Regions from separate parts of the Zea mays genome. Here region 1 is linked to region 2. The links are chromatin contacts, called in public Hi-C maps. All regions are on one chromosome and are shown on one strand. The core of a region is the stretch at or near the end of the contact, and the rest is flanking DNA. Distances in the headings are between cores, read along the strand shown. Region 1 holds the start of LOC100279195. Region 2 has its middle 30 kb from the start of LOC100272440.

Region 1 (6,100 bases), core at 1,231-3,730, 250 kb after region 2:
TCGAAACAAGTTAGCGTTCAGATTCTGTTTTGGTGCTGCGACACCGTTTGTTGGGCTGTTGAGTCGTGTATCGTGTTGGAGCCCATTAGGGGTGCGACCAGGGATCACGCACGCCCCTAACCTCTATTTTAACAGCAGCCGCCGTCAGATTAGGGTTTGAGTTTTGCTTAGATCATATATGTCATCGAACAGTATTGCAATTCATCGGTTTGTGAGACCCCAACTCGTGATCAACACAATTTTTCTTGCGTTCTACCTGTTCTTGCTTGTGTTCTTGATTGCGCTTGCAGGGATAAGCCTTCGTGGCGAGGTCACTCGTGTGTCATAGGTGATAACCAACGGAGCAGTGGTGTAGTGATTGCGAGGATCAGTTCGCTCGGAGCCTTGGATCATCAACGTCGAAATCTCCACCCAATCAAGTTATCATACCTCACGAAAGATTGGGCCTCGCCTTCTATCAAAGGTCATTCTGATTATGCTTTGAACTAACATTTTATGCTTTGAACTAAACATTTCAATTCGAAAGCACATGTCTATTATACGTGAGAATGAGATGAAGCACACAGGAGAAAGAGTCTCTAGCGTAATGGCTAACACTTCCGAGTAGCACCTCCAGGTCCCGGGTTTGATCGGGGCCAATTTCAGGCTTGGCTAATAAAATCCCCTCGATGTGCCCCGCCCGCTCTCGGGTTACGTCCTACGCGTCACCCTCCGGCTGAACCATTGCAGAGTGGGCGATAACAGCCCGCTAGTGATGCGGGGTCAGGGTTTAAAGATTTTCTCGGCCAACACCATGTTTCGGTCTCTTCTTAAGACAATACCGAGAGGACAGTCTTTCTCTCCCCGGCCAACTTTTTTTTTTAAGATGAAGCACACAACTTTTTGGTCTCTTCTACAAGATGGTTACAAGAAAGAACTAATCAATAAGCAGCTCTGTAATTTGATCAAATTAAGAATCCAATAATAGCTGATTAAGCACGGTTCATCTAATTGCAATCACAACAGCCATAGAAACATGATTGTATATAAGGTGTATGATGTTCAACAAACACTAAGCCAGAAAAAGAGAGGGGAAAACATCCACGTTACATACGGACAAAACCACAACAGTAAAAGAATGGTGCTGCAGGAATGGTGAAAACACTTATAGGCAGACAGAACGGTTACCTTTTCAGCAAACTAATTGCCTCAAGAGCACCCAGAACTCCAACAACACCATCAAATTTGCCTGAGAATGGAATGGCATCAACATGAGATCCAGTTGCAACTGCTCCTAGTCCAGGCTCGGAACCCTCCCTGTAGAAGGTTGCAATGTTCAATGGGCATGAGAATTCCAGCACACAGCAAATTTAACAAAATCAAGAGACTTTTCAGCCAGATGCACAATTTACAGCAAAATCCTTGTATGCTTCCTAAATCCAAAGAAATGAACCAAGAGCAGAGAATCCAAGGGCAGTCAAGACCAACTCACCAGCGGCCAAATATGTTACCAACAGCATCTTCTCGAACAACAAGGCCAAGTTGATTCATTATCCCTTTTATATACCTAGAGAACACCAGAAGCACACGTCAACAATCAGCGAAGGTGGGCATGGATGCGTGTTCTAGTTGCTGCACAGTTGTGGCTACAAATATCACAATAGAAATGAGATGCCCACTTTGTCAAATTAACTACTATCTGAACCCAGAATGGTGCAAACTGAAGTCGATTGAAGATTGATCGTTGATGTCACCAGCATCAAAGGTCACTCAAGCGTGGCACGTTTTACAGCCAAATCGATTACAAGCACACTGACTAATGCCGAGTCGGTTCTTTCGTTCAATCGCTTGTTCTCACGACGACGGATAATCTCAACTGGGTTACCTTCGAGCCTGCACATCCTTGTCGGTGTACAGAACGCGGGTCACGGACGGCGCGGGCGAGTCGGAGAACGAGGCCAGTTCATCGATCTGCGAAAAAAAAATCACGCGCCGTTAGAATCCAACACCTCAATGCACAGCCATAGCCTGCACTACGACCGCGCCGCAACGCGAAGGGTGCCGTGCGCCCGTGCCCCAGTGCGCACCTGACGCTGGAGGCCCTCGGAGTCGACGTGGAAGTCGCTGGAAGGGCCCTCGCCGTCGTCGGAGGCGGGGAAGCCGGCGAACTGCTCCATCGTCCGCCGCGCCGCGGCGTCATCGTTGGCCGCGGCGGCGCTGATGACGAGGAGGAAAGCGAGGAAGACGAGGCGCGACGCGGCGTTCGGCTTCGACGGCATGCTTCGTTGTTCGGCTGGCTGCTCTGCTGGGTTCGATGGAACAGGGAGGGCTACTTGCCTACTTCGGGAGGCTAGGGAGATTTGAACGGCGGGCGGGGGAGGTGGGAGTTGGGACTTGGGAGTGGGAGACAACGCGACGGCACTACTGCTGTTGCTGTTGGTGGTGACCTGACTGCTGCGTGCTGACGAGGAAGACGACACGGAGGCGGTGGCTGCATCTTCAAGATCACGAGCGCCATCCTATTTTGTTTTACTACTTTTTATCAGAAAAACCTATTCACGAGTGGAGCTGCGGCGCGGGCCATCCCGGATTCTTTGGTGATGATCGCCTGCGCTGTGCAACTGCGGGCTGCGGCGCAGGTGTGCTTGAGGCTTCGTTGGGAATCTTTGACGGAGCAGAGGATCCTTCGGCCCCTCCAGGATCCGGGTCCATGGGACCCACGTATCAGTGTCTGGCTCAATAGAAGCCTGTGCAGTGAAACAATGAGAAGAGCTCGAGCTCAAGTATTCTCAGCCCATGGGCCGCACATACGGCCGGACAAGTAAACGCTAAGGCCGCATCCAGCTTTAAAATCAAAACCAGGCCGCACGAGCACACTCTCTCCTCTCGCTCGCGTCCGCACAAATCCCGTGCTCCCCCGTCTGAAAACCCTCCCCACCTCCGGCGGCGGCGGCGGCGCTGGCGACCGGGTGTCTTCTCCGGCGAGTCTCCCCCCTAGTAACAAGGTTCGCGCGCACCCCTCCTAATGTCCCCTTTTCATCCGTACGCGGTCGCGTGCTGCGCGGCAGCCCTAGCGAGCGGCGAAGTGCTCCGAGGCTGGCAACTAGGGTTTGAGTGCGCGTGCAGTACCCTTGTGCTCGTGTGCCTGCTTCATGGATGCATGCTTCATAGATGGTTGGTTCATGGATGCGACTGCGTCTGGACGTTTGGATCGATTTATTATAGTGCCCGTTTGGGGGCACGTGGTGTGAGCTCACTGCTCTGCTGCTGATTAGGGTGTACTGTCTGTGCTCTTTCTCGTCTTCTAGTGGCCTGATTGTGCCTGCATACAGAGCAACCAAGCTCATGGCATGCAGGTGTGATGTGTTTGGTTGTAGACCGGATGGACGCAGCCAGGCTCAGGCTTATTTCTTGTTTGGTTCCCTACATATGCAGCTGAGCTTTTCTCTCCTGATGCAACGGGCCAGGCTCTGGAGATGCGACCTAGTTACCTAAATTTAGGTATCCATGGAGCCAGGCTCCCATGATGCACGGCCAGGCAGATATTGCAACAAATCGGACCCTAAAATTGTGTGGTTATTAGTTTTCTTGCACTGCCTTAGCTTTTTCTCCCACTCTTTCGACTCCTGCAGAGCTCATATTTGAGAGGTACTATGCATCTTTATAATTAACTTGAGCTTGGTTGCTTGGTTGTTTCCAGAAAATATGGATGTACCTGTTGATGACCCTGTGGAGAACCTCACTGGAAGTCCTAGTACCCTTGGCAATGAGGAAGAAGCCACTACTTATGCTAATGTGCAAGATCAGTCCAAGGAAGAACCAGAAAAGCTTTACGAGGAACCCAAAGACCCAATGCAAGACGAGTTGGGTAACCAAGGGCATGTGAGCATGAACAATGAAGATGTGGGAGGCCAGAACAAAGTGGACCAAGCTACCCCCACAGAGCACGGCGAGGAAGCTGGGGTGAAGCAGCATGATGCTACAGTTCCTGATGACAAGAAATGGCCTGGGTGGCCTGGAGAGAGTGTGTTCCGTATACTGGTTCCTACCACAAAGGTGGGTGCCGTCATTGGGCGCAAAGGGGATTTCATCAAGAAAATGTGTGAGGAATCAAGAGCCCGCATCAAGGTTCTTGAGGGACCACCAGCTGTGCCAGAAAGAGCTGTAAGCCTTTCACTATCTTCTTTAACTGGTTGCATTACTATTACAAATGCTTTGCAGTCAGTATGGCCAGAAGAGCCCTCTAGGCATGTTAGTGTTCATGTGAAAGAATCACTTTCAGTTGTTGCCTACACCAATAACTATGCTATGTTGTTTAGTTAGAAGACCTAGATTAGACATGTATATAGTTTGTGGCATATTGATGATTATTTCCTTTTTATATGTCTTGAAGATTGAATCAGCTAGAAAACGTTTCTAAGCATATAAAAATGACAGACTTAGTGCCAGAGGCTCCCACACGAGTAGGGTCTGGGGAAGGGATAAACCGAGGGTCGAGGCAAGCCTCCCCCACGAATGTGGGGAGGCATCTTCAAACCCGCTACCTGGTGACTGAGTGAGACAGCTCTCACCACTGCACCAGGTTTGCCCTTCTAGTTTTCAAGCATATAAATTGCTATTATATTTTCTTGACCGCTGATACTATGCATTCCGTCAACTGATGCTTTGTGAACATGGTAATTAATGGATCTGCAATAGTTTAGTCCTTAATATGTATTATCTGGACGTTCTTGACTTGATTTCAATAATCTAAACTGTTATTTAGTAGTGAAAAAGGCCTTGTTGAATCTGGAAAACTTGCTGGAAGTTGTATAAATGAACAGGAACTAGTTACTAAAATTTTGTACCTTACAATGTAATTGGACATGCATCTGCAGCTGCAGATTATTGCCTCCTTTCTGAAGTGAATGCTCTGATAATATTTTTTATAAGCTGAAACAGTTCAACTTAAGGATCAGGTGTATATAGTGCCCCAGATAATTGGAATCATGTCATCATATTGACTCCTGTGCAATTTTATATTAAGATGAGATTTGATCATCCAAGTTACTACAGTGGAAGTTGTATACTAGTAACATTAGGTACCTGCCCATAGGGAATGGCTATGTGCTGGAAAGTTTAGAAAAAAAATTGAACATAGATTTCAAGATTATAAGTGAAATCCCTTTAAGGTTTGCTGTGGAATGGAAATAGTTATGCATAATTTTGGATTTTTTACAATGACCACAAAACTTGGATGCAAGCAAATGAAAGGGGAAAAATCTCTCGTCTGTAAGAAGTATGACTATAATTGATTATCAGACAGAAATAGTAGCTTTGCCAAATTGTACACTATTCTGAAGATATATATTGTGTACACTAGTTAATTATCAATAATGTTCGATGTCTGCATGGACCAAATAGTTATGATTGCATACATGAATGTCCTTCATTCTAAAAGATCGGATCGATTATTAAATGATATACTGATTTTGACCAACTCAGTAGTAACGCGGACTAAAATAAAATAATATGACATGGTTCTTTAGTTAACTGTATATTGTGGGGCCTATTAACACATTCTAGTTGCTAACCCTAAAAGTTAGTGCACAAATAAAGGCACTCAAACTAACAAGGAACAGATTGTTAGCAAGATGGCTTTCAAGTACAGAACATAATAGTCTTGTCAAAAGTAACAAACTAATCTTTGCAGGTTCTTACTGCTGTCTAAGGCCTCAAGTTGAGTCATTTGTGTATCCAAATCCCAAAATAGATGTACAATCATGGTTACCAAAGTACAGTCTTGTGCTCCTCTGCTGCACATGTGGTTTAAGCCTTATGAATATTGGATGAAGATCCCTGTGAAGAAGCTGCACTTTTTGTCTGGTAATTCCATGACCTGTTTGCTTTGACCAAAAAGGCATCAGTATTTAACAATGGAAGACTAAAATATTGCACAGAACCTTAATATTAAGTACTAATCATTTCCTAAATAATGCTCTGATATTTTATAAAGAATTGGGAACAACAAACAAAGAATATGAATATATAGTCCTCAACTCGATGCTTCCCCTTATATTTTGGGGGACTTGGTTTTGCTGAAACAATATTGTAATATAACATTGTCATTTATCAATATCAT
Region 2 (5,679 bases), core at 92-2,591:
CTTTTTGGTATTGTTCAAGCTGAGATTAGGCTTACCCTATCCCATACCAGGGCATGTGGCTAGTTAATATAGTCCTCGATAAGTAGACCTACATTCCCTATAATCCTTAATCAACCTGGGCAGAACATCACCAGTTCCTAGCCCAAGTCTCGATTTAAGTACTTCCATCCTTAGGATTTTTTGTGTTCCTTAGGATGATTAAAACATCATAGGGAACTTTGTATTAGATCTCCCAATGATCCTGGTTAAAATATTCTTGTAGGTAGAGCCATCCTTCCTCAGGATAAACCTGAGCTGGGCATTAGTGCAAAGGACAAACTCTATCTGCAAGATTTACCTCTAGGCAGGGCTAAGCAATTTTTGTAAACAATATTTGATACTTCCAAAGAAGTATCTATAAAAGGAATGGATATCAAGGTAGTCAATGCATCAAATAGTTTCCAAGCAACTCCTATAAACTTAATGCACATTTCACTAGACTTAAAGTGTATAAAAGTCTTTTTAAAAATACAAGGAAGGGGCAAATGCACCGGAGCTTGCCTTTGTTGCAGAGAAGAGGCTTCAGATCCCACTATCAACTACTTAGTTAGATGGCTCCTCCACTTGATCAGCAGATACTAGAATAGACTCCTCCTTCAAACACCACTTCTTCTAGGTGTTCTACAAGTCAATTACAAATATATGAATGCTTATATAATGGTATGAAATGCAAACTCTCATAAAGAGAGGTGGGGAACAGAAACACTTCAACTAAAGCGCATGACAAGAATACACATATTTCTTAACACTCGATTAAAGTGGCCAATTTGAATTCACTTAGGTAAACCAGGGAATTAATCAAACTTATATCTCATCCAAAAGCTTAAAACTTCTTAAGCAACTTCATCTCTTCACTAAACTACTAGATGTATTTTTTCATAGGTGAAATCCTTTTCTTTTTTGGGCAACAATTATTTAGCTAAGCAAATCATATTCAAACAGTTCCAAACTTTGCCTAAGAGTTCATATTCTGGTAACAAGTCTCTCAAAAAAATTCTACAATTTTTGGTGTTATCCTCTTATTTATAAAATTAATATAAGCCTTCCAAGAGCACCTTAAATTCACTTAAAATTTACTAACTAATCTAAAAATCCTAAAACCAACTTTAACAGAGAGCTCTTGATTTTATACATCCAACAAAATTTGTCCCACTTTTTTTGGATTCTTCTACAATTTGGGGCATAATTGGTAAGTCTTCTGGTAAAAGAAAAAAAAACAAACTGTGAGCAGTTTCGGGTCCCAAGCCGGCCCATTCCGCAGCGCAACAGGACAAAGTCGGCCTGCGGCCGGGGAGCCCGCGCTGGCTCTGTCCACTTTGCGCTAGGACCCTTGCAGATCAGAATAAATAGCCCGAGCTTCAGCCACTGTTTACACGTGTCGCTGACCGTTGCACATAAGACCCTAGGTTTCCACTCTTTCACAACTGCTTGGATTCGATGCTCCGCCATCCACTCCGGCGAACAGGCAATTATGGTCACGACGGCGCTAACCTCCAGCACTCCCAAACTACTACTAAAACACGTCCACAGCCAACACAAATCGGTCTCAAGCTCTCCACACCCCCGCCAAGCCCCAGGCGTCGCTGGCCACGACACCAGTGGAATATCGACCCCGGCGTACTCGATCCCAGGGCAGCAGTATTGTAGAGCTCCAACTAGAAGCGTAGAGAGCATTATGAACCTTCCAGCAACTCAGTGCTTGCGCGAAATCATCCCGGGAAGACGCGGTTGAACGGGTCGACAGTAGAACTGTCCATGACGCCGCTGGTCTGAGGTGACGACCGGACGGACTTCATGCGGCCGTGCAACTCCCTGGAATGTTCTGGCTATGGTGTGGTGAACTCGGTGGCTGTGGTCACCACAAACACAGGAAGACAGCGCACACAGCTCTGGAAGTGACCAACCAAAAGACTGGGAAGGGGGTTAGCATCACCATGAACACAAGAATCACACACCCTCACTGTCGTCTATGGCTAGAACTCAAGGTAGAGTGAACAGCTCTACTGAATCCAGCCCATGAGCACACTAAATATGGGCAGGTATCACTGAACACGCAGGTAGGGACATGGAGCTTCACTTAGACCCGTTGAAGGAGCACTTTGGGGCATGCCAGCACTGCCCGACCTATTATACGTGTCCCCCATGCACTCACTCCACACAAGTTCACAAGCTCAGCTAGCCTAGGACATTGAACTTGATCTACGTCACAAGCAAAATATCCAACCTTGATATTTCTGCAGGAAAAGAGGACTCTAGACTTCAGTTATCTACTCCACCTCTATCTTAACTCGAGCACACCAGTTAGGTACAGGAAAGTGACAAGATCTTTTCTTCCATTCCAACCTGATCCAAAGTTTAGAACCCCCCTTCTCTTGCCTGACCACTTAGATCGATATTTGCAACAGGGGTGAGATCTCTAGAATGGCTCACAGGTGCAATACAAATATCCAGACTGCCCAGGAATTCAGACAATAAGAAAAGCAGATAAGGGCTCATTGCCCCCCCCCCCCCCCCCCCCCCCCCCAAACAGTCCAAAACTTTGATATTTCTCGATGGAGCTGAGGTCTCTAGCCCCTTGACTAGGCACCTCGACACTATCTCCACCTAAACACATCAGGGAAATCAGCAGGGACAATAGGATCTTCTGCAGTTTTCAGCTCCAACCTAGATCACTGGACCAACTTCATCAGCTACCACTGCTCCATTCCTCTCCTCCATATTCATTCCCTGGCATCTCACAATTCCCCTCATAACAGACCTACCATGCTTAGTAGAAATTATTCTCTAAACATAGCTCTACCAACTTGGGATAGCAACCCATAACTGAAAACATATAGAACAAAAGTTATGGTACCCAAAGTACAGCCAATGTCACTGAAAATTCAGTTTCAGAAATCTGAAACAGCATCACACTTAGTCTGACAGAGGGTTTTGTCACTCCTTTTTCTACAAATTCTACACAGTAGCAAGCCAACACTTTGCATAAGACTTGCTCTCCTTCAAACGGTCTTTGACTTTACCATAGAGCTCTTAATCAAAATATCCATGGATTAATTACCACAGAGCTCCAAAGGTGAGTAAAAACTCACTAAATTACTTAGAAAAAGTCAACTAAATCTGCATACCTTTTGGCTGACAGAGCAAGTTTAGAGGTGTTTTACTCCCACTTTTATGTAGAACCAATTCCAAACCTCTTTATAAAACATATTCTCTGTACTATGGGATCCAACTTTGCCACATATTTCATAGTCCAAAACCACAAAAGTTGGTCGCAATAGGGCTCTAAACTTTGCATCACTTACTGATTTCAGACTTTCAGTTCTGAATAGACTAAGTCACCAACCACCTGACAATCAAACTTTGATCTGCTGTTACACCACTTTTTATGTGGGATCATGTCCATCATTCTTTAATAAAGTTGTTCATCGTTAGGTGGTCTTCACTTCCCCTACAAACACCTCAGTCCAAAACCTTATATAACAACCACAAAAGGGCTCCAAACTTGGCAACATACAACAAATTTCAGAACTGAACCAAATGCAGTTAAAGCACTGTCTGTCTGTCCGACCTTGAGCAAGCTTTCTCTCCAACTTTTGTGTAGGATCAAACCAAAGTCACTTAAGGAGACTTATTCACCATCATATGGTCTTTAATTACTCTATATACTCTATAGCCCAAAACCTCATGGGTTAGGCACAATTGAGCTCAAAAAACAGCTACATATACTGAAATCTCAGTTTCAGTTCACTGTTCCCAATCTGAAAACTCAAAAAGTCTGACAACCCCACTTTGGATCACCTTTTCTCATAGTTGTATATAGTTCCAGAGCTGTCACACTTAATAAAAGTTTCTCTCCTATACTTATTCTACAATTTTGCTATAGTGGTCATTAACCAAAACCTCTTGGATTCCAAACTACAATAGCCCAAAGTTTGCTCCAAATGCTGAAATTCAGGCTCTGAATTTCACTGTCTGAAATCCACAATTTTTGACAGCTTTACTTTGGACCAGTTTTACTCAAAGTTCCAAATAGTTTTAGAGCTATATGACTTAACCAAACTTATACTCCTCATGTAGCTCTATAACTTTGTTATAATGATCATCTTCAAAATGGTTCTAGATCAAAAGTTACAAAGGACCAAAAGTGCCTAGTTGCTGCTATTTTCAGGAACTCTGAAACTGAACCTTTGTGAATTTCTCCAAATTTCCCCACACAACTTGGAAATCTCCAAATAACAAAATTGTGCAACTTTGGAAATCCTACCACCTTGGTATTTTTATCTCTTGCAAAATGTGGCTAGATCTCCAAATCCACTTTTGGGCTCCAGTCTAGGGGTTAGAGATACTCAACCACTCTAAGTACTTCATCACTTCTAATCCACATATCAAAAGCAAACCTATACATCCTCCTAAATCAAAGTTGCTCCTTAATCTCAAATCCAACTTTGGCTTATAGAACTCAGGTCCAGAGTGTTACTTGTTTAAAGTTGTTTGCTTACTCACAATTCTGAGCAAGGTCTCAACCCAAGTCCTATACTCAACACAGGACATTACACTTTTGACAAGAAAATTATAACCTAGTAAATGCATTCTAGGTGTAACAAGAAAGTTAATGCAAATGCTTATGATGACATGTCAGGGTTTTAGTTATCGTAACACCAGGGGTGTTACAGTACTCTTCATTAAGGGACTAACCGCTCGAAGAGATGGATACTAAAGGTAAGGGGATGATGATCAACGACAAGGAGAAGGAGACCCTCTACGTGAACGAGCCAAAAGACGACAAGCCCACTGACTCGGGCTCAAGTCACAAGAAGAGGGATGGAAAGAACAAGAGGCGCATAAAGAAGATCATCTACTACGACAGCGACGCCTCCTCTTCTTCACCAAGGGATGACGACGACGAAGACTCTTCATCGAAAAAGAAAACGGTTAATCAAAACTATTCTTTTGATTATTATCGCATCCCTTATAATTCGAATGCTCATTTACTATCTATTCCACTTGAAAAACCCCCACACTTTGATGGAGAGGACTATTCATTTTGGAGTCATAAAATGCGTAGTCAATTATTTTCCCTTCATCCTAGTATTTGGGAAATTGTTGAAAATGGAATGCATTTCGATAGCACTGATAATCCTGTATTCATAAATGAGCAAATACATAAAAATGCACAAGCCACTACTGTTTTCCTAGCATCTCTATGCAGAGATGAATACAACAAAGTGAGCGGCTTGGACAATGCCAAGCAAATATGGGATACCCTCAAGATCTTTCACGAGGGTAATGATGCCACCATGATCACCAAGATGGAACTGGTGGAAGGCGAGCTGGGGAGGTTCGCCATGATAAGGGGAGAAGAGCCAACTCAAACCTACAATAGGCTCAAGACCCTTGTCAACAAGATTCGAAGCTATAGGAGTACAAGATGAACAGATCATGACATCGTCCGACTCATGCTAAGGTCATTTACCGTTATTGATCCTTATCTTGTAAATCTTATTCGTGAGAACCCCAGGTACACCAAGATGACGCCCGCAGAAATTCTCGGAAAATTCGTGAGCGGGCGCATGATGGTGAAGGAAGCGAGGTATGTGGACGATGCCTTAAACAGACTGCTTCCTCTCTATGAGCCGCAGC

Evidence for each region. Hi-C and Micro-C count contacts between places; a contact is called where the count stands out from the background.
Region 1: a Hi-C map of tassel shows a contact between it and region 2, with 2.1 times the contacts expected there. The contact joins the promoter of LOC100279195 here to the enhancer-like site in region 2. A contact is called at or near these places in 5 of 25 Hi-C or Micro-C datasets (bundle sheath, ear, leaf and 1 more).

The regions. Positions count from the first base shown.
Region 1 is chr1:171,818,388-171,824,487 of Zm-B73-REFERENCE-NAM-5.0, forward strand. LOC100279195 reads right to left here and starts at 2,481. Exons shown (of 12, transcript NM_001366050.1): 1 at 2,067-2,481; 2 at 1,865-1,950; 3 at 1,472-1,546; 4 at 1,168-1,296. The coding sequence starts at 2,258. LOC100282270 reads left to right here and starts at 2,874. Exons shown (of 7, transcript NM_001367061.1): 1 at 2,874-2,984; 2 at 3,680-4,143. The coding sequence starts at 3,685.
Region 2 is chr1:171,569,205-171,574,883 of Zm-B73-REFERENCE-NAM-5.0, forward strand. No RefSeq gene overlaps it. Among protein-coding and RNA genes, the nearest start is that of LOC100272440, 30 kb to the left of the region's middle. Within about 2 kb of position 1,342, at least 15 of the 20 cell types and tissues checked have an H3K27ac peak or open chromatin away from gene starts, as enhancers often do. A contact at or near this core is called in bundle sheath, ear, leaf and 1 more, where this site is marked.